6 separate regions of the Mus musculus genome follow, and regions 1, 2, 4, 5 and 6 are each linked to region 3. The links are chromatin contacts, called in public Hi-C and HiChIP or PLAC-seq maps. All regions are on one chromosome and are shown on one strand. The core of a region is the stretch at or near the end of the contact, and the rest is flanking DNA. Distances in the headings are between cores, read along the strand shown. Region 1 has its middle 61 kb from the start of Gm32955. Region 2 overlaps Gm33059 (a long non-coding RNA gene). Region 3 holds the start of Akirin2 (akirin 2). Region 4 has its middle 61 kb from the start of Spaca1. Region 5 holds the start of Mob3b (MOB kinase activator 3B). Region 6 has its middle 34 kb from the start of Gm33059.

Region 1 (3,708 bases), core at 978-3,477, 890 kb after region 3:
TCCGTGGGGATATTTTCTTGATTGCCCAATGATACAGGAGGGCCCAGCCTGCTGTCGGACAGTGCCATCCCTGGGGGAGGTGGGGCTGGGCCACATAAAGAAGCTAGCTGAACAATTGCCGGGGAGTGAGCAGTGAGCAGCAGTGAGCAGCAGTGAACAGCAGTGAGCAGCAGCGAGCAGCTTCCTCTGGTTCTCTGGCTCTGCTCCACCGTGAGCTCCTATCCTAACTTCCCTGATGACTGACTGGACTCGAGACATGTCAGCTGACGAAGCCCCTTCCTCCCCAGTTGGCTTCTGGTCAGTGTTTTATCACAGCAACACAAAGCAAACTAGAACACGCCCTAAAACTCTGTCTCATCTTCTCAATCCAAACGCAGAGAATTTCCTTATTCTCACAAGTCTAAGCCACCCACCCATAAATATGAGATGACAGTCACAACAACACAAAGGGAACATTTGACCAAAATGTAGTCTGCCTCCGTCTTCACATCGCCTCCCCCGTGCCGTGTCTGTCTCAAAGCTCCCTCTGCCTCTCTTGGATGCAAACCATGATATTTAGGGTCCACCCGATAAACTCCCCCTCTGAAGAATCCTAACTCCATCACATCTCGGTCACATAAAGAACTCTTTACAGGTTCTGCAGATTAGGATGTGGGCACCATCCTGGCCCAACATCTCAGAGAAAATGAAATCTCCATTCTGTAATATTTGTTAAATAGATCAGGAAACCATGAGTGAGTCCCTTAAAGGCTTGACCACATCTGTAATCTCTAGCTCTGCCCCAGGCTCCCTATCACACCCACTGGCTGAATGTAGGTTCCTCTGCTACACCTCTAGGTCCCACCCATCACCTCCGTCACTCCTCAGTACCAACTGTGAGCAAAACATCCTGACTGCGCTGCTCCCAGGCCTCCGCTAACTCTCTGGCACAAAATTCAATGTTCCTGGAATAAATATGTGAGTTCATCCCAAATTAACGACAGGAAGTAAGAAAAGCACGGAATTACTGCAGTGTGTACCCCTGTACATTTTCCTGGATTGCAAGCACTACACTGGGTTGGTTGTAGTGCAGAAAGATGTTCCTCCATGTCTAGGAAAAGCTGCACTTGGCCCCGAGCCTGTGGCTGCTGGCTCAAATATGGACAATATGATTTCTTTCCCCTTTGTCCAGCCATATTCTTGAAGCCTGTGGGGTCCAAGACCTTGCTCAGGCAGAGAGGAGGAGTAACTGACACTCAGGAGGCTTCTTTTCCTTCCACGGTCAACAAAAGCTGGGGCTCAGAGTGAGGCTTACCAGATGGAAGGAAGGCTGGGATCCAGGCGCCACCCCACACAGAATCAACACTTAATTATTATTCACATTAAGAATGAGCATAACTGAGCAGAGAGGCCAGCTCTGAGATCGGTGTGGCAGTAACGGAGGATGCAATCTCTGAGTTGACCCCTACAGATGCATCTGAGATGCCCCGTTCTGCTCTTATAGGTGAATCCTGCAGAACCCATCTTCCTCTGATACATACGTGAGGGCTAAGTCTCGCGCATTATTCGAGGTCTGCATTCTTAGTCAAGCAGGCCCCTGGTTGCTGCTAATGTTAGGACAGACTGGCTTAAAGAGCAATCAGCTCTCGGCTTCTGATTGCTGTGGGCTCTTCCCATTACCAAGACATTTGCTGCCAGCCAAGAATGTTCGGGAAATGCACAGAATTGGGAGCCCACTCCTTGAGCAATCTTCAGTGGAGATTGCCCAAAGTGGCATGCTGACACCAACAGTTCTGCCAGCGCTCTGCTTAACCAGACAGTCCTGACACAAGTAAGTATTCACTACCAATGCCTGGGCTCCCTGCAGAGCCCTGGGCTTGTAGATCAAAGCTGAGACCAGCATGTCAGGGGGACCAGAATGGCCATAAGAGAAACGAGACAAAATGACCTTTTAGCAAGAAGGCAGCTAGAAAGAGCTGGGGCTCTTCTTGTAAGGTGTGGAGGCCAGGCCTGCAGACAAAGGGATGTTCATGTTCCTACACACCCTGGCCTTGCCACCCACTGTCAGGGTGGAGCCATGAAAGCACTCCATGTCTGTAAACACGAGCGTGCACACCCCTCCCCCCTCCCCAGTCATTTTACAGTGCCTCTCCTGGCTTTCACACACTCTGTTGTTTAAAGCTGCTGCAGCTTCTCTGACTAGCTGCTTCTTACTTCACCCATCACAGCAGCAAACCTGGAGCTGCCAAGAGGAAGAAAGCAGCCTCCATTAACCCTGTCTTCACACCAGTCAAGTGCATTAGCCTGGAGTCTTAAACATGAAGGCAAGTATCCTTTTGTGTACAAACAGAAAACTTCTGGGGAATGTATAACAAAATCTATAAGACGGTGCTCTGATGTGGAAGAGAGGGAGAAAGAAAACAGGCTTTCACTCCTTTTTTTGTTTTGTTTTGTTTTGTTGGATTTTTTTTTTCTGCAGTGATCTCACACATACACACACACACACACACACACACACATTGTGGTCAGAGGAAATCAATGTGGATATTTTCTATTTTAAAGAGGAGGAGAATGAGTTCATCTTTTGCTTCTTCCTTTGCCAGAGAAATGCAGGAAGATCGTTGTGCAGTTTACAGAGACATAGGCGTGTCTGGGAGGGGTGTGCTTGCACTCGAACATCTAATAACGGCGAAGCGTGCATACGTGTGACTGAGAGCAAGGGGAACAGCGACAATCTCCGACAATCTCCGCTCTGCCTTCCATCTGCATCCTCCTACTGAGTGAAGGCGCCATCTGCATTCTCCTGACTGCTGAGAAATACTCAGCACCTCACCCTCCTCTCACAGCCAGTAGAGTAGCAGGGACCTGTCTGCCACCCAGGACTAAGCTCCTCTAGGTCTTCCTGGAAAAGCTGCTGCATGGTGCTTGAGTAGCCAGTACCATCAAACTGGCAGGAACACGAAAACACAGTCAATGAACCAAGCAAATGGAAAACATTTGGGCAAATGAACAAGAAAGCAAAGGAAACCTGGAAAGAGGCAAATAGGAGTGTTAACTGCTTATCACTGAACTGAGAAGGGGAGGGCCTTTCAATTCTGGATATTTACCTGTGGCAACGACTTCACCGTGGATGGTGGCACAGACACAGGAATCCATGGGGGATAAGAATTCTTAGCTAGGTCTCTGGGCTATTCAGCATCAGGTTCCTGGCCCTCCAGGCAGTGCCAGGCATGGGCCCCCTCTCATGGCATGGGTCTCAAGCTGGACCAGTCATTGGTGGGCCACTCCCACAAGTTCTGTGCCACCTTTACCCCAACTGGTCTTGCAGACGGGACAAATTGTAGGTCAAAGGTTTTGTGACTGGGTTGGTGTCCCAGTTCCTCCCCTGAAAGCCTTGCCTGGATACAGAAGATGGCCAGTGTTGTGTTTATAAAAAGATAAAGAGAGGAGGGGATATGTCCTATGGAGGTGTGGGGCAAGGGGGTGTCTCAGCGGGCCCATGCTGAGGCATCCCTTCCCCCTGAGGGACCAGCCACATGATGATACAGTATAGAAGTATAGTATAGAATAGAATTTATTCAGGGCATGGGGAGGGGAGTTAAGAGAGTAGCAGAGGCAGAGAAAGGCAGAGAGAGAGAGAGAGAGAGAGAGAGAGAGAGAGAGAGAGAGAGAGAGGTAGAGGCCATCCACGAGCCGGAGAGAGGGGGAAAGGGAATGGGGAAGGGGTGA
Region 2 (3,880 bases), core at 1,022-3,521, 730 kb after region 3:
TCTGTTTACTGGGGCATTGTTTCCAAAACAGGACATTGAAGGCAGGCCAGCTACCTCTCACTGTGATAACTCATTAAGTAAAATGTGAAGGAGGCTTGCAGCAGGCAGAACTAAGTGTGAGATAAGAGACAGGAAGTTGAAAGCAGTGTTGAGTGGACAAAGAAATAGAAAGAGTTACAGCATAATTAATCCAGAGCTTAAAAGGAGACCTACACAAAGCAGTCCTGTAGATCTTTCAGACTGATACCATCGGAGGGCTCAGGTTACACATGCTAAGATCGAGATTAGCTGGAGATGGGAAGGGGGAAGAATAAAAAAGAGATGAGAGACAAAGCAAATGATAATGTGTCCAAGTGCATGGTCAGGGACAAGCAGGAAAATCATAGGAATGTAAAGACTCATATTCTTTCTCAAGCAATGAAAAAGAAAAAACCAAAAACCAGATCTAGAGAATTAAACTGAGGTGTGCTTATGTCAGACTTCTGATGAGGTATTGCAAACTTACCACCTCCCCCTGTGCAAGTGTGTGCACTTCAAACAGAGACTAACCCTCTGACTCCCTCCCTGAAGTCCAAGCATGTTGTCTTTGCTGGTCCCTTGGGTGTTTGGAGTCTTTCCCTGTTGTTGCTCTCAACCAAAATAAAGATGTCCATGAACATAGCCACAATCTTGGGGACCCATCTAACAAAGGAGTTAAAAATGAGGCACAGATCAAGGGATCTGGTGCTTAAAGAGAAATGTTGAAACCCTGTGAAAATGAGCAAAGCTATAGCCATATATAATTGCACAGTAGATGGGAATAGTCTTTCAAGCCTGAGTAAAGAAAGAAGAGCCATGGTATTAAAAAGAACTGGGCATGGTGGCTCATGCTTGCAATTCCAGCATTTGAGAGACTTAGGCAGAAAGATCACCCATCGAGAGATGGAGACCAACTTGGGCTATAGAAGCCATGTCTCAAAAAAAAAAATTATTTCATCAAAAGGCATTTGGAACACAATGTGTTTTGAATCAGTGCTTCAGGTCCTAATTATTTTTAATGTTTCAGTGAAATATTTTAAAAGGAAATTTTCTGAATTCTTTTAACTATACCAACTATACACAAAATAATGCTTTAAAAATAAGCTTAATTTTTATATGCAGGAGAAAACACTGAGAAATATATACATATATACATGTACATGTATACAAGCAGACATGTATGTATAGACACACATATGAAGAAAGAGTGAGGAGAGCAGCCTAAATGTAGAAATATATTTCATATGTTCATTGTCTTTGGTTTGATATATGCTTAGCTATTGTGCATTCTAGAAGCAGTTAATTTCCATATAAAGTGTAGTTACTTTCAATTTCACTGTGTCTTGTCTACAGAGGGAACTTTGATTTGTGTGCCCTGGGCTAGATCAGAGCTATGCATAATCTCCTTTAAGGTCCTTTCTGTCACGCACAATCAGTGAGTTCTGGAAGCGGTTATAACATGGATATTTAGAAAGGCAGCACCCAAAGGGGAAAACATTTTTTAAAAATGCATCAAGAAAGGTTATCAAATCAAAGAAAAATGATCAGAGCGAACCTGGTAGCAATCTTCCTGAATCGTGTGCATTTGGATATTAAGGCACAACATATGTTGCTCTGTTCTGGTGACTATGATAGCTGAAATATTTACCAAATAGCAGAAATGAAATTTTAGAATCACACAAAGATATCTGACACCATCCAGCCCTTGTATGTCACTGTATGTTGTAATAGTTATCTTTGAAAATTAAATACTATGTGTACAGGGATAATGGGGCTTGCATGAGAGGTGATGTGAAATAGCATCAGACCTCTCCTCCAATTTTTCTCTTACCTGTTTTCTGCCCTAAGATTTGCTCCTTCAATGTCCCCCTTAAAAATATGTACTTTTTAAGGAGAAGGAAGAGTTCTCCTTCCTGCAGGGGTCAAATCAATTGCTTTCATAGTATCTGCTTGTACTATAAGATAACTGCTTTCTCCTGTCACCACGCAATGGGAAGAGTGGCAAACTCTGAAGCAGGAGCCTTGACCCCACGTGTGTCTTGACACTAAATCACCTCTTTGGTGAATCACCCTGAATCGACTTAGACTCTCCACTGCCAAGAAGGGAACGAGAGGCAGAGACTGTGAGGAATTCTCAGGTGGCAAATTAACAACCTGTCACAGGAAACTGACCAGTCACACTTGCAGCTATTGTTCCAGAGGCTGCTGCCTTCCTGTTCCCGCAGAGCATCTGGGGAGTAACTGTTGTTTCTTTTGTTGTGCATATGTGCATTGTCAGGGTTGAATACAGTTGCAGATGTCTGCACATTGTTGTCCCCTGTGAACTGTCTGCCTCCTTCCTTACCCTCTTTCTATCCCGATGTTCTTCAAGGCCAGGTTTTTTTTTTTCTTTTTTCCAACACAAAGATGTCTCTGTGAGGTTCATGCTTTTATGGACGTTGTGAGAACTCTCCTTGTTAAGTGTTTTATTTTCTCTAAAATACAACTTTGCTGTTTTCCAACTGACCAGTTTCTAGCAGTTAGTGGGAACTGTGGGAGCAGATCTTATACATATCACATAACAGAGTTACTTTAGAGTTGGAGTCAGACCATGTTTCAGATAGTCTCACACATGGCTTTTTGCTTAAGGATTAACGCAGTTCTTACAAATGCTTTCCAGAACAAAGGTCTTCTTTTCATTCTTTGTTCCTTGAAGTAATGACTGCATATACTTTTTTTTTCTTCCTGACAGAGAAATCTATTATCTTGTCATAGTCCAACTCCATTCCTCTCTACTTCTTGCTAAATGGCTTCTGAAAGAACACAAGGTCTTTCCTGTAACCTGCTCATGATCTCACGATGGATCAAATAGTGCAGCTGCCACATACAATCCTGTCACCCAGTATCAACCAGCCAAGGTCTTCTTGGTTTTATCCCTTGCTCAATACAACTGATTTTCGTTTTCTTCTATTGTTCCAGTGGTTGGAGTTTTGAGTATCTCACACTAATTGCAGAAATGTTGCAGAGTTTCTTGGAGGTGGAGCCACAGTGAAATGTCAGACATTCTGTTTAGTTACAGGATTGATATAAGGTATATCTGGTACAGAGGTTTGAAGAAAATATCATAGTGAACAATTATGTAGATACCAATTAAAAAATAAGTATATTCCCAATGACACACCTTGAGGTAAGCCTTTTAAATGAAGACAGCATCTCTGAATAGTTTATTTTCTTGGCTTACAGAGATTGCTCTTGACTCAGGAGGTGACCTGAACCCCGATTATAAATACCACTTCATTTGCAAGCATGTCTAATCTGTGACCCACCATGAATGCAGCCCAATGCAAAATTGTATCTGAAGTGGGAATTTCTGATTTATTGGAGACTCAGTTGTGTCATGTGATGTTTCTCTGGACACTGTCTCATGAGGGGATGTTTTTGCTGAAGCAGACACGTGGGAGGATGCCTTGCTCTGAAGAGACGTGTGTTTTTCTGGAAGCTGCCTGGCAAAAGGGCATGTGGTGTTTGTTTTGTTAGAGTGGATGCTTGAGAGAACATGTGATGTTTGGAAAGTGTACAGATATAACCCAACAGACATTGGATAATGCTGTGTGGCATTGGTTTACCCTGCTACTCTTTGCTGGTCTTCATTGATGATGTTGTGACATTGGTTTGCATTGCCTTCTTTGCTGATCATCATTTGTCATGACTTCGTAGAGAGAAACTCACCAAAGAACTTCTGGGGATGTTCTGGCAGCTTCTTGCCGTTTCTGTGTACTCAAGCGGATGGGCAGAGGCTCTCAGTTTCTTCTGGATCAAACTGTCATTGCTGATTTGTGAATGGTGTTTGAGAATATCTCAAGCTACCCCTGCTCATTCATGT
Region 3 (3,942 bases), core at 308-2,807:
CAGACTTACACTTCAAGTCCATTAAAGTTTACCCTAAGATTGTGCCGAAGGCACACAAAGATTTCCAAATGCAGAGGGGGAAAAAAAATCCCTAGGTACACATTTAGTATACAAAAGCAATCAAAGGTCCATCCGGCAGACACTTTGAGAAAATGTTTCAAGACTTCAAGTCTGAAGTCCACTGGAATCTTGATTTATTCGTTACTCTCGAGGCTAGGTTGTTTTCTCCCAACATACTTCATTGGGATAACTAAAGCATTTACAAATAAACTAGTCAGTCTCAATTTGAAGTACACCTTCCTTTTCATTAAAAGTTCAGGATCTCTTAAGGACTGGACGCATAGTGAGATCACATTACAGTACTCGGGAAGAACATTTGCTTTGTTGTTGACCCTGCTAGGGAAACAGGTCTTGACTCAGCCAAAGTGGCGTTCTTGTGGGTGATTAATGACAGGCCTACAACTCGCCCCAGTGACATCCATCCCCCTCCAAACCCCACCCCTTCTATACTAAAACCAGCCAAGTCTAAAATGGAGGAGGGGCTGCCTTCTCGCCTCAAACCACTCAGTCACTGAGTTAATAGCTGCAACCAATCGATTCAGCCCAAGAGACCCGGAGATTCGGGTGAAATGTGACCCTTCTCTCGCCTGACTTATGAATAATATCACCCTCTCTGATCATTTCCGCTGGGGCTCTACATAAGGAAACGATTCTAGGGATCTAGCCCCAAATGATCTGCCTCACAATGAGGGACCCCCACAATGCCGGCCAACCCGACTCGTACCCACCCAACCTGCCGACACCACCCCCACCTCGGTTCAGGCCCTTCCTTCCCTTTGTGTCCGCACCCAAGCTCCCGGCCGCAGCCCACCCCGGCAGCCCCGGGGCCGAGGCCCACCTGTGGTGAGCCGGGAAGAGACGTCGCCGAAGGGGGAAGGCTCCATCCGGAGATACTTCTGCGGCGAGGCGGCCGCGGCCGAGGCGGCGGCGGCGGCGGTGGCGGCGGCAGGGGAGGCGGCAGCCGAAGCCGGCGCCGACAAAGGCGCGCACCGCCTCCGCTTCGGAGATGCGGGGCTCAGCAGCGGGTCGAAATCCAGAGTCCTTTTCAGAGTGGCTCCGCACGCCATGGTGGCGGGCGGCCGAGGCTCGGCTCGGGCGGGGCCGGGAAGGACGGGGGCAAACGGGCCCTCCGAGGTGCCCGGTGGGTGTGGGGCCCGGGACGGCGGAGCCGCGACAGGGCAGGCGGGCGAGGCGCGAGGGTCGCGCCGCCGGCTCGGGGCCGCTCCCGAGAGGCCGGGCCGCCCCCGCCGTGCGCTCGGGCTGAGCGCGCCGGGGCTCCTGCGCGGAGACCCGCTCCCTTCGGAAGTGGACCCGGCCAGTGGCGCGACCCAGACGCGATCTCCGACACGCCGGTGCAGACGGAAGCTCGTGAGTGGCGGCCACGCGCGGGAGCTGCGAGGTAGCCCGGCCGTACAGAGCTAAGCAATGCACTCGACCCTCTCTTCTCCACGGAACAACTCTGCCACCCGCCGCCGGCCCCAATATGGCGTCAATAACAACGCCGCCGATTCAAATCCTGCGGCCCCAGGGCGCCTGCGCACCGGGGGCGGGCCCGCCAGAGTGCATTCTGGGATTTGTGGGGTTTCGTGAAGGGCAGGGATCGGCCTGAAAGGCGGTTACCCAGAAGTCACAGAAACTACGACTCCCGTCATCCAAGGCGCACGATCCCAAGTTCCGGGTTGGAATTTAAATACCCCCTCATAAGTAAGAGAGTTTAAAAAAAAAAAAAAAAAAAAAAGACCTAAGGAAGAGAAAGGAGAGCCTGTGAGACAGTGGGGAAGAGGAAGCGAACCCATTGGAAAAGCAAGCTAAGCACTTTAGAGACCCTGTGAAGATTTGGCATAGTGACTTAAACGGGATATAACAAAGAGCCAGTCTAATATTTGGAGAGAGATTAATTTAGCTGTCAGGAGCGCCAAAAAACCAAATCTGTCACATGGAGGAGATAGGAAATAATGAAAACACCAATTTGGGTCCTCGAGACAGAACGACAGTAATAATATCAGATTACAGGATCTTTGAAGTCTGTGCTTTGCGCTTCCCAGATAGGTACTTGTTTGCTTATTAAATTCTGCATAGCTGAAAAGGAGCACAAAGTCAATTGTTTACTATGAGCAGAGAGCGATCAACACCAGAAATTTGTTGAGTTTGGAAGGCTGGGTGGGGTCTAGGGAAAGGCAAGCAAATAAATGCCTAGGGAGCAGGACCCATCTTTATTAGCAAAGTGGGAAGAAATATTTCTAAAATTTGTTTTTTCATCAACTATCTAAAATAGGGATCGACTACAGCACTGATGAAGTAATTTATGTAGATACTTTATATCTTCTGCCTGTGGATGCTAGCTCTCCACCAAGATTATAAGTATTAATACGCCTAATGCTCACTCTTTTCTGCTTACTCAGAAATCAACATATGTGGCTGCTTTATAGTTGTTTTGGACAATACCTCTCTATATATCCATTTGTTTAGAATTGTTCACCACCACAAAGATCAGCTTTCTTGATCACACTGTATAAGCAACTCTGTCACACTTATTTTAATTTAGAATATAGTTCTTAGAAAGTATCTTTTGAGAAAGACCAGCATTCTATGAAACAGTCACTTAACTAAGACTTGTACTAAGGATGTGTTTATTAAATTATAAAAACTCCAGGAAATCTGTTATTGTGCTGAAACTGACTGGACGTTCATACTTTATGTAAGAGCAGAATAAGAAAAGTTCTTGACTTTTTTTTTTCCTTTGGAGATAAGATCTGATATCAAATTCACTGGGTAGCCAAAGATGACCTTGAACTTTTGACCCTCCCACCTCTACCTCCTGAGAACTAAGGTTAAGATGATTGGCGTGTGCCATCATACATCGTTTATATATTGCCAGGGGTCAATCAAGCACCCTAGCAACTAAACAGCAGCCTCTCCTTTTGTCCACTAAGATTTGACCACAGGTGGCACGGAAGGTAAAAGGGAGCCACAAGACAGGACATTGAGATTGTGTGGAAGAGGAGGAAGGGGTAATAGAGTATTTGTGACATGAAAGCAGAAGGTAACTGCCAGGGGAGAAAGGGTACACGGCCTGGAGGAATGAACAGAAACAAATCAGGTATGAGCAGGCCATAACGCAAATTGCATTGTGGGCTAATGTTAAAAATAAACAAGAAATTCAGTAGGATAAATAAAAGCAATTGTATAGAGGTCAGAAAAAGAGCAGTAGTAAGGACTACCAGCGTTAGCCACTCTAATTGTCTGGGAATGTCGATATAGCTAGCATAGTTTGCTCATTTATGCTTTTGTCTTTTGTTGTTTGTTATTTTTGAAATTTGTTAGTTGGTTTTTCCTAACTGTTGTATGGCTATGAAGAGACACTATGATCAAGGATACATATAAGATAAAGCATTTAACTGGAGGCTTGCTTATAGTTTCAGAGGGTTATCATCATGGAAGGAAACGTGGCATGGATGGAGTAGTAGTAGTGAGAGCTTATAACTTGATCTGGAGGCAGGAAAGAGAGACAGAGAAAGAGAGACAGAGAGAAAGAGACAGAGAGAGACAGAGACACACAGAGAGACAGACAGACAGACACAGAGAGAGAGAGACACAGAGAGAGAGACACACACACACACACACACACACACACACACACACACACAGAGAGAGAGAGAGAGAGAGAGAGAGAGAGAGAGAGGGCCCCCCTTGTGATACATCTCCAACAAGACCACACATCCTACCTTCCTAAATAGATGACCAACTGAAAAACAAGTATTCAGCTTGTGAGCCTTAGTGCCAATTCCTATTCAAACCACCATGCTAATTACTTTGATTTGGGGTTTGGTTTTGTTTTTGTGGCTCTAATGGTACCCTGTGTGCATTAGGTATTTCCCTTTC
Region 4 (3,622 bases), core at 850-3,349, 560 kb after region 3:
GCATGTAAAAAGAATATAAAGACACTTTGAAATACCCCCAAAAGGTCCAGATCTACAAATTTTAGGTATAGAAGAATCCCAGCTCAACAGCATAGACCAGATGTGCAACTGGATCATAGTAGAACATGTTCTCAAACTAAGAAAAAAAGCATGTCCATACAGATATAAGAACACACAACACCATATAAAAGGATCCAATACCACAGAAGCCAAACCAGACTACTAAATCCAGTAAAACTATCCAATTCAGCCCTACAGAGAAGACCAGAGACAATACTTCAGACTGAAGAGGAAAATAAGGATAGTCAAGAGGCCACAGAAAGAAACCAAATGAAGCTCTAATTACTGGAACACAAAATAGGACTAAGAACAGAAACAGGAAAAAAAAAAACCCAAGAGCAAATAACTTGTATCTTTCAATAACAAATTTAAATATTACTAGTCTCAACTCCCCAATCTAAACACATAAGCTAATTAGACAAATCAAGGAACAAAATCCACCTTGTTGTGGTCTATAAGAAACTCATTTTACCTTCAAAGGACAGCGCCTTAAAGATTAAAGGACGGAAAAACGTATTTCAAACAAATGAGACCAGAAAGAAGCATGCATCACTGTTATAATGGCTGATAAAACAGAGTTCAAACTTAAAGTAATCAAAAAGACAAGAAAGCTTCATTCAGTTCAAGTGCACAATTAACCAAGGCAATACTATAATCTAAACATATGCCAAACTCTGCACCACCCAATTTCATACTAAGCATACTACTAGATATCAAGACACAGACAAACAGCAACTTAGTAAGATGGCTTCAGTATGCCACATTCTAGGTCACCTGAATCATGCTCATTTCTGATGCCCACAGTCCCAAGATACTGATATTCTCAGTTCAGTCTCACTAACCCTCTCTGCTTCCTTGTGCTCCTGTTGATCGGCATCTCACCAGTCTTTCTCTTTGTCATTGGATGCCACCATCTGCCTGTGAGCTTTCCTGTCCCAAATGCCTAGCTTCTAACCCTCAACTATCCTTGTAACACTTAAGAAGAGAGGACTAATGATTGTCAACTCATGGATGAGAAAATGAACTATACTGGTGAAAGGAAAAAAAAACAGGGCCATGTGTCTGTCTATGTACAAAGATGATGACGGCAGGAGTCATCGTCAACATCATCATTATCACCACCACCACCACCACCACTGTCATCAACCTCATCATCACTTTAAAATGGGGACATCAGTGTATAGAAACTCTGAGAACTTGTAAGACTAAGGCAAGGTAAGTGGAAACAAGACGTAAAAAAAGATAAATTTAAAGAACTACAATGATACAAGAGTGAAAGAAAACTCAGCTATCTGGAGTTCTTAATCAAAATAAAAGCTATGTAGTGAACAAGTACTAATGTGGTAGGCATTTCACTTCCTTAAAGATACTGGACATGTAAATGCTACTACTGCTATCTATTGTACCACCTCCCCTTCTGCCAATGTGCTTGCAATGGGAGAAACAATAACAATAACCGTTGTCCTATAAACTATCATCGATGAGGAAAGCATCATGGATTATCTTCATCACAGCACTCCCGTGATCATCCCAGCTTCACCGATGATGAAACTGGAGTTGAGAGACATTCATAGCTTATCCAACAATGCACGGCAAAGAAGTGGCAGCAGGGCCAAAGCTTGATCCCAAGATCTGTTTGATTGCAAAGCCCACAGTGCATTGCTTCCTATGGTCACATATAGCACACCAAGCAGCCAGCTCACTGTGATTATGAAAGAATTCAAAAACAGGTTACAGGGGATGGAAATGACAGCAGTGGTACTGGGATTTGTGACTAGAAGCTTTCCTCCAAGACAAGAGGTTGCAATTATGACAAATACTGACTCCAGACTTTCTAGCATCTGAGTCATATGTTTAAAAAGTAGCTGTCTTTATTTAATTTAAAAGGTCACATTAAGATTTCATTTATTTCTTTTGCAATCTTATTAGTCTTTTGAGAACTTCATACAATGTATTTTGATGGCATTTACACGTTCCTCTCAGTTCCTCTCAGAACCACATCCTGTTTCCTGTCTACCTAACATTGTATTCTCTTCTTACATACGTATATCTGTGTGTGTATGTATATATAAAATCCAACTTATGCTGTCCATACACGCTTGACTCCTGGTCCTCCACTGAAGCATGGTCAACCTACCCAAGCTAAACCCTTAAAGAGAACCAACTCTTGTTCTCATAGCAGTTGTTAGTTACAATAGTTCCTCAGCTAGGTGTGAACTCTATGCCCCTTTTGTACTGGGGATTTGAATTTTTCTGGGCATGCTGTCACACTCACTGTGAGTTCATATGTGCCCCTGCCCTGCTGTGTACAGAAGACATTGCTTTCCTGTAGCCTCTTTATCTTACAATCTTCCCACCTCCTCTTCTGCAATGATACCTGAGCATTCGTGTGTTTCTTGCTCTTTATTTCCTCATACACAGTGATTTTTTTTCTCATCTTCATTCATTTACCCGTGAGCTTGTAGGTGTGTTAACCTGCACCATGCTTACTATTTTCCTGGACTGCAAAATTAAAAATAATCTATAGATGAAAACAAAGACAAGTGTATAAATGGACATTGTGGGTGTAATGAGATAGATAAACCCTGTGGATATAATGTGATAGCAAATCCTGGTGCTTTAGCGCATGAAAGGCACATAATATGCTAGTGTAGAAGAGCCAGCGGCTTTAAGGAAGAATGGTTCCCAAAGCAGAAGACAGTCAATTGGATGTTCTTAGGGAAACAGTGGAAACAGAAAAGCTGAGGAGAGACAGCATGCATTTGAGAATGCTGACCATTCTGGAACATGGAAGAAGTAAGGTGAGAGATGAGGATATGGAGATAGGTAGTTCATTGATTTTAAAAGAGATTTAAATTTAATCCTAAAGCTTTACTTTACTCAAAAGTCCCTAGAGGAGCCATTGGAATGTCATGTAGCAACAGTGTTTTGCTTATTAAAGTTGTTTTTATAAGGATTATGGAGCTAAACTAGAGAGTAGAACCAAGAAATATAGTATTAAGTCTTTTGTAGGAATCCATGTGAAAAGTAATGAACTCAGGAGACAGAAACAGACACAGAAATGGGTGGGGTGGGAGTGTCACTAGAGAAGCAAACTCAGAGACCTGATTGGAGGAAATGTGGAAAGCAATGCTGATCCAAGCTTCTCCCTGAAGTTCTTGTAGATGCCATTTGCTGAGTGACTCAAAGGGAAGTAAGTGACCTATGGGAATAGGCGGTAGGGATGCTAAGCAGCCAATTTAAGGTGTTGGGGCCCTAAAAGCAAACAACTCTAATCCCTGTTCTTGGTCAGAAGCTAGAAATGTCTGTTTCTGTCCTGGGCAGATGCCAGGATCCCAGAAGGGGGCTCCTGATTTTTATGGTGTCCCTCTTCTCCTGAATGAGCACCCGCTACAGGTGAGGGCCTGCATGAAACTCCAGTCCCCTCCAGTTCAGAGCTTTGGAACTGGCCCCTGGTTTTTCATGATGGAAAAAGCCTAGGTTATACACCAGGCTTTCTCAGGCTTTCTCTCAAGGTATCTTCCCCTCCAGCTATGTAGCTTCTTGCTGACCTCTATTGTGA
Region 5 (3,960 bases), core at 529-3,028, 610 kb before region 3:
AGCTGACCTTCACATGGAGAGAGAAACCTGGCTGGACCATGGCCATCACATAAGATTATACTGGGGTTTTTTTGTTTTATTGTGTTTAATTTATTATGAGTGTTCATGTGCCCACATGCGTTTATGTGCACCGTGTGCATTCAGGTGCCTGTGGAGGAGACGAGGGATGTTTGATCTGCTGAAACTAGAGTTATGGGTGACTGCGAGCTGCTGGCAGCGGATAATGGAACCAACTTAGGATCCTCTGGAAAAGCAGCAAGTGCTCTTAACTATTATACCACCTCTCCAGCTCTGCTCATTTTGTCTTCAGCTGTTTTAACTTTAAGTTTGGCTATTTCCCCCATAGAACACTAATATAGGGAGTGAGCAAAAAGCAGTATTTGTGTGTGTGTGTGTGTGTGTGTGTCTTATGGTGATACATTTCATAGAGAAAACTGGAGTGGGGTATCTGAGAAGGGATGTCTTGGGGGGGATGAATGGGGTTGAAAGGGAGGCCTCTGAGGAAAGAAATGGAGGGAAAAGGGTAGTCTCTGAGCCATGATGTGACTGAACAGTTAAGAAGACTGTCCCAGGCAGGGAGCATAGCAAGTGCTAAGGCCCCGTAGCAGGAGTTTTCCAAGCATTTGTGTGAGCCAAGTAAGGCACCACATATAGAGAGACTTTTGTGATGGAAAGGCTAACAGGAGTCGAGTATGGAAATATATCTCCTAAATTTCACCTAATTTACTTTCATTCTTTCAAACGTGTAGCAGAAGTTACGGAATGTGATCGCTAATCAAGTCATTTGATACTACCCAGCCGGCACACATCAAGATGTTTATAGGAGAATAAAAGCAGGTTGACACATCCACCTCATTTTTTTTTCTTTCAGTTCATGTTTGAAGACTCCTCCCAAGAACTAAGAGTACGTCTCATAATTGGTTTACTCATAATCACCCGGCGAGGTAGTTACGACTTCCACGCATTTTTGTCATGGTTTAATGCTGCTTTCCAAGGTGTTTCAGGCAGTCCACGGCATTTTACAGCTGGCAGAACATTTTGGAGAAGCGTAAGTCATTTGGCCCTTTCTGGATGCCTTGGAAAAAGCTCTTGTGGACTTCAGTTGGGGTGTCTATGGCTGTGATAAAACAGCATGACCAGAAGCAACTGGAGGAGGCAAGGGCTTATGTGGTTTATGCACAGTCCGCCGCAAAGGGAAGTAAGAACAGGAACTCAAGGCAGTTACCTGGAATCAGGAACTGAAGCAGACGCCATGGAGGAATGCTGCTCGCTGGCTTGCTTCTCATGGGATTTTAACCTTCCACCTAGGGCCCTGCTGGCTTCCTTCTCACAGGCAACAGCTTCTGGGACAGGAGATAAAGAGTAAGCTCCTCCAGCCGGAGCAGCGATGCTTGTAGATCCACGCGAGGCGCTTTCTTATACCCACCAGCACTACCTGCCCAACGCTGGCACAACCCACAGTCATTAATCAAGAAAATGCTGGACAGACTTATTAATAGGGTATTTTATGAGGGGTTTTTTTTTTAAGTCAAAATTCCCTCCTAAATATATCAAGGTTGTGTCAAGTTGACAAAGACCAACCAGGACAGCAGCATCTTTTCTACTCTGACATCTTTCTACCTACATTGGGCAGCGGACCAAAGTTGAGAGACTTAGACTGCTCATTGTCTCAGGCTCTTGTGGAGATTAGAGGATCCTAAGGGCAACAGGACTCCTCTTGCCCCCGCGTAGCTGCCTTTCCAGAGAAGGCCACCAGGGGACTCCGCTCTGAGCCGGTGAGTTGCAGTGGCGCCCGGGCGAGCTGCGCGGCGCGCTGGGTGCATGTGGGGGCCGCACCAGAGCCGTGGTCGCTGCATCTGGAGTCACGCGTGCTGGTCAGAAACCCCTCGCGTGAATCTGCAAGCATCGCTGCTCTGGCTGGAGGAGCTCACTCTTTTTCTCCGGCTCCAGAAACTGCTGCCGGCGTGAAGGAAACCAGCAGGGCCCTAGGCAGAAGGTTAAAACCCCACGGTAAGAGATCCTTCCAAGAGTGGTGTGGAGGCGCAGTCGCAGCTTCCCGCTTCGGATTGTGTCCTGGAGGGCCGAGGTGCGGGGCACACCTAGGGAGGATCAGTCGTGCGGACCCCAGTCCTCACCCCTCCTCCGCGAGCTTCCGGGGTTGGAGTCTGGTTTAGGCAGTACGGGCTTCTTGGCTTTCCTCTGCCTCCGGGTACGCACTTCCCGGGCTGGAATGTGAGTCCAGTTCCCACCCAGGGGGTCTGTGGCTTTGATCTGAAATACACCCCCTCCCTCCCCCTAAAGGGTGCAGATCTCACCCGGGACCCATTCTGAATCTCAGATGCGGGTGGGGTGCGCGTCGGCCTGAAGCGGCGGGAAGAGAAACTTTTACAAAGTGCATCTAAACAGGGCAACGCTCCTGGATCCCAGAGCAGGCTCGGCGTGGGGCTGTGTAGGGAGGGCTACAGCGCAGTCTCGATTTGTCCTCCCTGGCTACCTATGCCTCATCAAGGGAGGTATTAAGAATAAGTAAATTTTGCTCAACTTTTGGACCAACAACTGTCAAACATCTGGGATCGTTGCTCCTCCCTTTTCTGCACCGGAGAAGGTGAAAACTAAACTTTCCCTTCATTTCTCCTCCCCACCACTGGACCCCCAGGATGGGGTTGTTAATGGTAAAGAGCGGTTCCCGCCTCCTGGAGCGTGGCAGAGGCTCTAGACCACTCAGATTTCTTCCAGCCCCCTTTCAGACCCTCTGCAAGTCTTCCCCGCAGAGACGGGGCGACAGAGCCATTCTCCTGTAACCCAGTGAATGGCCTTTTGTTTCTCTGCGGTTCCACTATTGTTGCGCCTCTTAACATCTGGTGGGGCTCCAGCGGGGAAGGAAGTCCCTTTCGCCGCTCGCGGGGCCTTTCACGCTGGCCTTTGCGCAGGCTCGAGTCCGGGATCCCCGCTGGGGAAGGACAGAGTTCGGGACCTGGCTAGGCCGCCCCACCCGGGGCTTGTGGTTAGAGGGCGGAGGGAAAGTTGTTCCTGAGCCCGCCTCCTAGGCTGCTTGTGGCCCAGGGCGCATTTCTCAGATCTTATCCCCAGCGAATCTGAAACGAGAGATTGGAGGCAAAGTTCTCGAAAGCTAGGAGATCTGCGAGAGGGTCCAAAGGACTTTCAGAGGCGAGCTAAACGCATATGGAGGGCCCACAACCCGGGCGATGGCCGGAGACAGGGCACCTCATCTCTACGGAAAGTTCAGGGGTGGCAAAATTTTAAGGGCAGGCAGGCCATTGACCACAAAAGAGTGGAGACTAAAGCTAACCTGGGAAGGCTAAAGACTTTGCCTGGAAATGGTGGTGTCGTGATTCGCTGTGAAATGTTCGTGGGCTTCTGACTTCACCTAAGGCTCCAAGTTTAAGACCCAAATTTTTCGCCGCGATGCAGAAAAAGCAAGCCATGACTACGCAGTCCAAATGGCAGATGCGGCCAGAGCACTGTTTTGGTTTTCATCTGCCCGAGAACAGGTGGCTTGGGGTAGCCCCTATTTCTCCAGAGGGGGGCGCCTGTTGGACTATAGCAGGTCGGGTTTCCTGGAATAAGTTAGGTGCTTGCTTCTAGAGCAGTTAGCCTGTGTGGGTTACTTATTAAACAATCTTGGCAAGAGTAAAGTCACCTTCCAAAGTCCGCAGCGACCGGAACTGTCACCTGAGGGTCGACTAGAGGAGGTTTGATGGTATACACCTGTTGGGACCTGTGCCTCTTGCCAGGTTTGTAAATGTTGCCTTTGCCAATTTTTCCTGTGGAATTGCCAACCTTGGACTGTCTAGGAGATGCGGAAACATCCTTCCCCCACCCACCCACCCCCAGTTCTGAGTTTTGGCACCCTTCCTCTCCCACTCAGGGGAGTAAGAGAGGCTTATATGAGACCTGTGACCTCTGCACCTCTCCACCACTCCACCCTTGCTCGGGATG
Region 6 (3,585 bases), core at 1,071-3,570, 800 kb after region 3:
GTATAAACAATTTCCCTAACACAGCTGCTCCTTCTGCCAAATTCACTTGGCTATGAGATCCATTTGTCAGAATACAACTACCAGCGTTGTCAGGTGCTTTATAAAGCTGTGTTCTAGGCAGGAAGCAATAGAGCACTGTCACAGAAATGTTAGTCATCTGGTCAGTGATGTTTCCTGGTCAGGGCCTCCTGCTACTTTGTCCCTGTGATGAGGTCACACAAGTCTCATAAAATGAATGGTCAGAAGGTGAGAAGCTTCACCCTTTCCTTGAGCCCCAACCTGTATCCCGTGGATATTAATCCTAATCCCCGGAGTACAGTGATATGAAGTTCTTGTCTACTTGATAGTTGTTGTTTTTTTAAGTCTGAAGGTAGTGACTGTGCATTTGTTGAGTGAGCATTACTCCTGTTAAGTGGATCTCTTACTTGTCACTATCTTAAGATGTGACTGTCCAGTCCTTGACATCAGAAGTACCCTCAGTCATACTCTATAGATCTGCAGGTATGACAGTATTTGACATATAATCTGAGCATCAAAGATGACAGTGGAATCACTATGCTCCCTCGATCTTGATGTCTTATTCATAGATTCCAACCATTATGTTTCCACAAAACAGGTCAAGGTGGAAACTAGTGTAGGGAATGGTTTATAAAGAAATGAAACCAACATCCATGGAGTGGGAGAGAGGAAGCAGGAGAGAGCAAAGAGATGAGTTGCTTTGTAATGCTGTAATGGTATACGTTGACCCTTCACGTTAACTCAGTTGATGTTGATCAAGTTGAATGAAAAGTTGGGCTTCTATATCGCCCTCCCCAATCATCAGTCAGCCATTACATTAAGGCTACCTCAGAAGGAGAACTATTATGCTGAGAAACATAAGCCTTGAAAGGAACTTCCAACTGAGCAGTGGCAGTTAGCCATGTTCCTGACAGTTTACAAACTAAGTCCTTTATCTCCGAACAGCAATGAGACCCACACAACAGTTTCGGGGCTTTAAAGACTTTTGATTTTTATTTTAGAATGTTGCAATTGAAAGTAAGAAGTCTCATGGTTGAGTCTGAGGACTTAATAATGCCAACCCCCAACTCGGATTAAAAGGATAGAACAAGGAGTGAAGGAGAGGAAACAGGAAGCTGCTGCTGAAGCCCATGGGAGCGATGATCATAATTCAGACCAGGATGATGGCTGTGAGCCCAGAGAAAAGAGCGCCAGTGTGATACATTTGATAGGCGGGAGGGCTGAGCTTTGGAAATGGATTGAAGTTGATTATGAAAGGAAGGCATGATTCAGGGAAACTCATAGAAGAACAACCAAGGAAGGAAGAGTATATTTACAAGGCAGGGTAAGAGACACTAGATGAGGGGCCACGGGGTGAGAGTGGGGAGGGAACATGCTAAGTTTGACAAGTATGAGACATCCAAGTAAAAAATATAAAGCAAGCAGCTGTAAATATAGATCTGAGGCTTAAAAAAGAAATCTGAGCTGGCAGTATAAATTTGGGAGTCCATGGTTTTATACTGAGCCAATGGAAATAGACAGATATTTCAAAGTCTACAGAGCAAGAGAAGGAAAAATAAGAAGAAGACACAGGAGCCAAGCCCTGCCAGGACCCCAGAGCTAATGAGCTAGTTAGTGGAGGATAAAATACCAGGATACTGAGAAGGAAAAAATAAAAGGGAGGCCAGAAAGTGCAGGACCATGTATTACGGTTTTGAATGAGGACAGCCCCCCCCCCCCAAGACTAGTGTTAAAGCCTTGGTCCTCAGCTGGCAGTCCTATTCAGAGGTGATTGGATCGTGAAGGCGATAACTTCATCAGTGAATTGATCCATTGATGAGTTTACAACTGAATGGTCTACTAGAAGGCAGAGGATGATTAGAAGAAGGCTACTAGGGGTCTACCCCAGCCCCTCCCCCCCCCTCTTCCTACTCCTCCGTCCCTCCTTCCTGTCTGCACAAGGTGAACAGCTTCCCTTTGCTGTGCCCTTCTTTACTGTGTCCTTCTGTTATGGTGTTTCTTCTTTGCCACATGCCTAAAATCAATGGAGCCACATAACCATGGATAGAAACCTCTGAGACTAGAGGGAAGTTCTCTTCCTTTAAGTTGATTCTTCTCTTTCCTGAAGATATCTAGGTGATGGATATAGATGCAGTACCTGCATCCAAAGTGCTGAGGGCAAAGATGGAAGAGGTGGCCACCACTGACAGACAAAAGGTATGGAGAAGGAGCAGAAAGTATTTGGGATTTGTCTTTGGAGGACAAATGCTTAGTACTGAGTTTTCTTGCTGGCTCTGGGGAAGCCATGATTCATTTCCTCTCCTGGGGCTGCCCACTGGAAATGAAAGCAAAGAAACAGTGTTGTTTAAAGCAACAGAATTGATTCTCTTCTAGTGTGAGAGGCCAGAAATCAAAGCATTAGCAAGGCTTATCCCTCTGGAGGCTTGCAGGGAAATCCATCCCTTCCGTCTTCCAGCTTCTAGAGGCTGCTGGCCTTCCTTGGCTGCATCTGTACAGACACTAAAATCTCTGCCTCTGTAGCCATATTGCTTCCTCCTCTTCCATAGACAAAATCATCTTCTATGCTTTATATGGAACAGAACTTACAGACCAGTTGTCTTTGATGTCTCCTTAGGTAGAGATTCAAATTCACTGTCTGAGATCTGCTCTCTTGTAGAAAACAGCTGAGTCAATTTCTGCTACATATAACAAATACCTACTTACTTTTCCCCAGTTTCCAATAAAAGTGTTTGGGTATTCAACGTTTATTTTTCTACCACTATTTTGCTCAAAGAAATCTAGAAACTTTTTCGGTAGTGGTACACTTTAAAACTCTTCCAACGACTTAATCTAGTTTCGGTAAGTGTTAAACTATGGCAACAACTTCCTCATGTGAAAATCTGATCCTCTTCTTATGGCTGGTCACAAAGGTATTCTCTGGGGCTCTAAAAATGTTTCCCCAGAAGAGAAAAGGAATGTTTAGCTTCTTGTGAGTGCCATTCGGCTCTGACTTTAGGGTTCTAAACACTAAAACTATATAGAAGGTCTGACTCAGAGAGTGCCAGTCCAGTCTGGATCAGTTTCTGCATCATTTTGCTGCAGAGGTTTGGCCCATTTAAAAGTTAAGCCAATTCCCAGAGCCATCTAAAGAGGGCAAAAAGCTCTGAGAAAGAGGATCAGGAGGATCACCAGAGCCCACAACTTCCCAGATGCTGAGAGTGACTTAAGAGGGGTCTCCTAAGCTGCAAACAGATCCAGTGGGGAGTGTGACAAAGGTTCCCTGGGATCACTTCTGGGATGGATGCTTGAAACTTAGAAAGCTCCATTCTGGGGAATGGTGAAGAACAGAGAATAATTAGAAATGGCTGGAGAGTTCGTTGGGTCAAGAAGGTACAGAAAAGTCTGAGAGCCTGTGTGGAAAGAAAAGATCTGGCTAAGAAAATGAAGCAAGTGGAGTAGATGAGGCAGGGCTTGTTGGTTTGTTAGCTGGGAGGTGAGGACTTCTGCTTTCTACATAAGATAGGAGGGTGAGTGTACAATGGATAAAAAGAGGAACATTTGATGAAACAAGTCAGGGGTGGACATAGG

What was found. Hi-C and Micro-C count contacts between places; a contact is called where the count stands out from the background. HiChIP or PLAC-seq counts read pairs in DNA pulled down with a chosen protein or histone mark.
Region 1: an H3K4me3 HiChIP or PLAC-seq map of forebrain shows a contact between it and region 3, with 12 times the contacts expected there. The contact joins the enhancer-like site here to the promoter of Akirin2 in region 3. A contact is called at or near these places in 1 of 39 promoter capture datasets (hippocampal neurons) and 7 of 115 datasets of contacts at active chromatin or transcription factors (craniofacial prominence, embryonic forebrain, embryonic midbrain and 4 more).
Region 2: an H3K27ac HiChIP or PLAC-seq map of epiblast stem cells shows a contact between it and region 3, with 4 times the contacts expected there. The contact joins the enhancer-like site here to the promoter of Akirin2 in region 3. A contact is called at or near these places in 4 of 39 promoter capture datasets (the 3T3-L1 cell line, hippocampal neurons and second pharyngeal arch cranial neural crest) and 5 of 115 datasets of contacts at active chromatin or transcription factors (embryonic limb bud, embryonic midbrain, embryonic stem cells and 1 more).
Region 4: a contact with region 3 is called in a Hi-C map of CD8 T cells, with 2.5 times the contacts expected there. The contact joins the enhancer-like site here to the promoter of Akirin2 in region 3. A contact is called at or near these places in 2 of 39 promoter capture datasets (the 3T3-L1 cell line and the C10 cell line) and 1 of 484 Hi-C or Micro-C datasets (CD8 T cells).
Region 5: a contact with region 3 is called in an H3K27ac HiChIP or PLAC-seq map of thymic regulatory T cells, with 4 times the contacts expected there. The contact joins the promoter of Mob3b here to the promoter of Akirin2 in region 3. A contact is called at or near these places in 2 of 39 promoter capture datasets (hematopoietic stem and progenitor cells and pre-B cells), 3 of 484 Hi-C or Micro-C datasets (CD4 T cells, embryonic stem cells and pre-B cells), 5 of 115 datasets of contacts at active chromatin or transcription factors (embryonic stem cells, microglia, pancreatic cancer cells and 1 more) and 1 of 9 other capture datasets (liver).
Region 6: a contact with region 3 is called in an H3K27ac HiChIP or PLAC-seq map of the NIH/3T3 cell line, with 4 times the contacts expected there. The contact joins the enhancer-like site here to the promoter of Akirin2 in region 3. A contact is called at or near these places in 4 of 39 promoter capture datasets (the 3T3-L1 cell line, 3T3-L1-derived adipocytes and hippocampal neurons), 2 of 484 Hi-C or Micro-C datasets (bone marrow-derived macrophages and uterus) and 10 of 115 datasets of contacts at active chromatin or transcription factors (the NIH/3T3 cell line, astrocytes, bone marrow-derived macrophages and 6 more).

The regions. Positions count from the first base shown.
Region 1 is chr4:33,662,195-33,665,902 of GRCm38.p6, reverse strand. No RefSeq gene overlaps it. Among named protein-coding and RNA genes, the nearest start is that of Gm32955, 61 kb to the right of the region's middle. Within about 2 kb of position 2,227, at least 31 of the 459 cell types and tissues checked have an H3K27ac peak or open chromatin away from gene starts, as enhancers often do. A contact at or near this core is called in embryonic forebrain, forebrain and hippocampal neurons, where this site is marked.
Region 2 is chr4:33,822,437-33,826,316 of GRCm38.p6, reverse strand. All of the region lies in intron 3 of Gm33059 (a long non-coding RNA gene), which reads right to left. Among named protein-coding and RNA genes, the nearest start is that of Gm33008, 25 kb to the right of the region's middle. Within about 2 kb of position 2,271, at least 24 of the 459 cell types and tissues checked have an H3K27ac peak or open chromatin away from gene starts, as enhancers often do. A contact at or near this core is called in epiblast stem cells, where this site is marked.
Region 3 is chr4:34,548,230-34,552,171 of GRCm38.p6, reverse strand. Akirin2 (akirin 2) reads right to left here and starts at 1,557. Exons shown (of 5, transcript NM_001007589.3): 1 at 899-1,557. The coding sequence starts at 1,127.
Region 4 is chr4:33,987,393-33,991,014 of GRCm38.p6, reverse strand. No RefSeq gene overlaps it. Among named protein-coding and RNA genes, the nearest start is that of Spaca1, 61 kb to the left of the region's middle. Within about 2 kb of position 2,099, at least 29 of the 459 cell types and tissues checked have an H3K27ac peak or open chromatin away from gene starts, as enhancers often do. A contact at or near this core is called in CD8 T cells, where this site is marked.
Region 5 is chr4:35,155,302-35,159,261 of GRCm38.p6, reverse strand. It overlaps Mob3b (MOB kinase activator 3B), which reads left to right and starts at 1,778. Exons shown (of 4, transcript NM_178061.5): 1 at 1,778-2,010.
Region 6 is chr4:33,745,301-33,748,885 of GRCm38.p6, reverse strand. No RefSeq gene overlaps it. Among named protein-coding and RNA genes, the nearest start is that of Gm33059, 34 kb to the left of the region's middle. Within about 2 kb of position 2,320, at least 17 of the 459 cell types and tissues checked have an H3K27ac peak or open chromatin away from gene starts, as enhancers often do. A contact at or near this core is called in the NIH/3T3 cell line and bone marrow-derived macrophages, where this site is marked.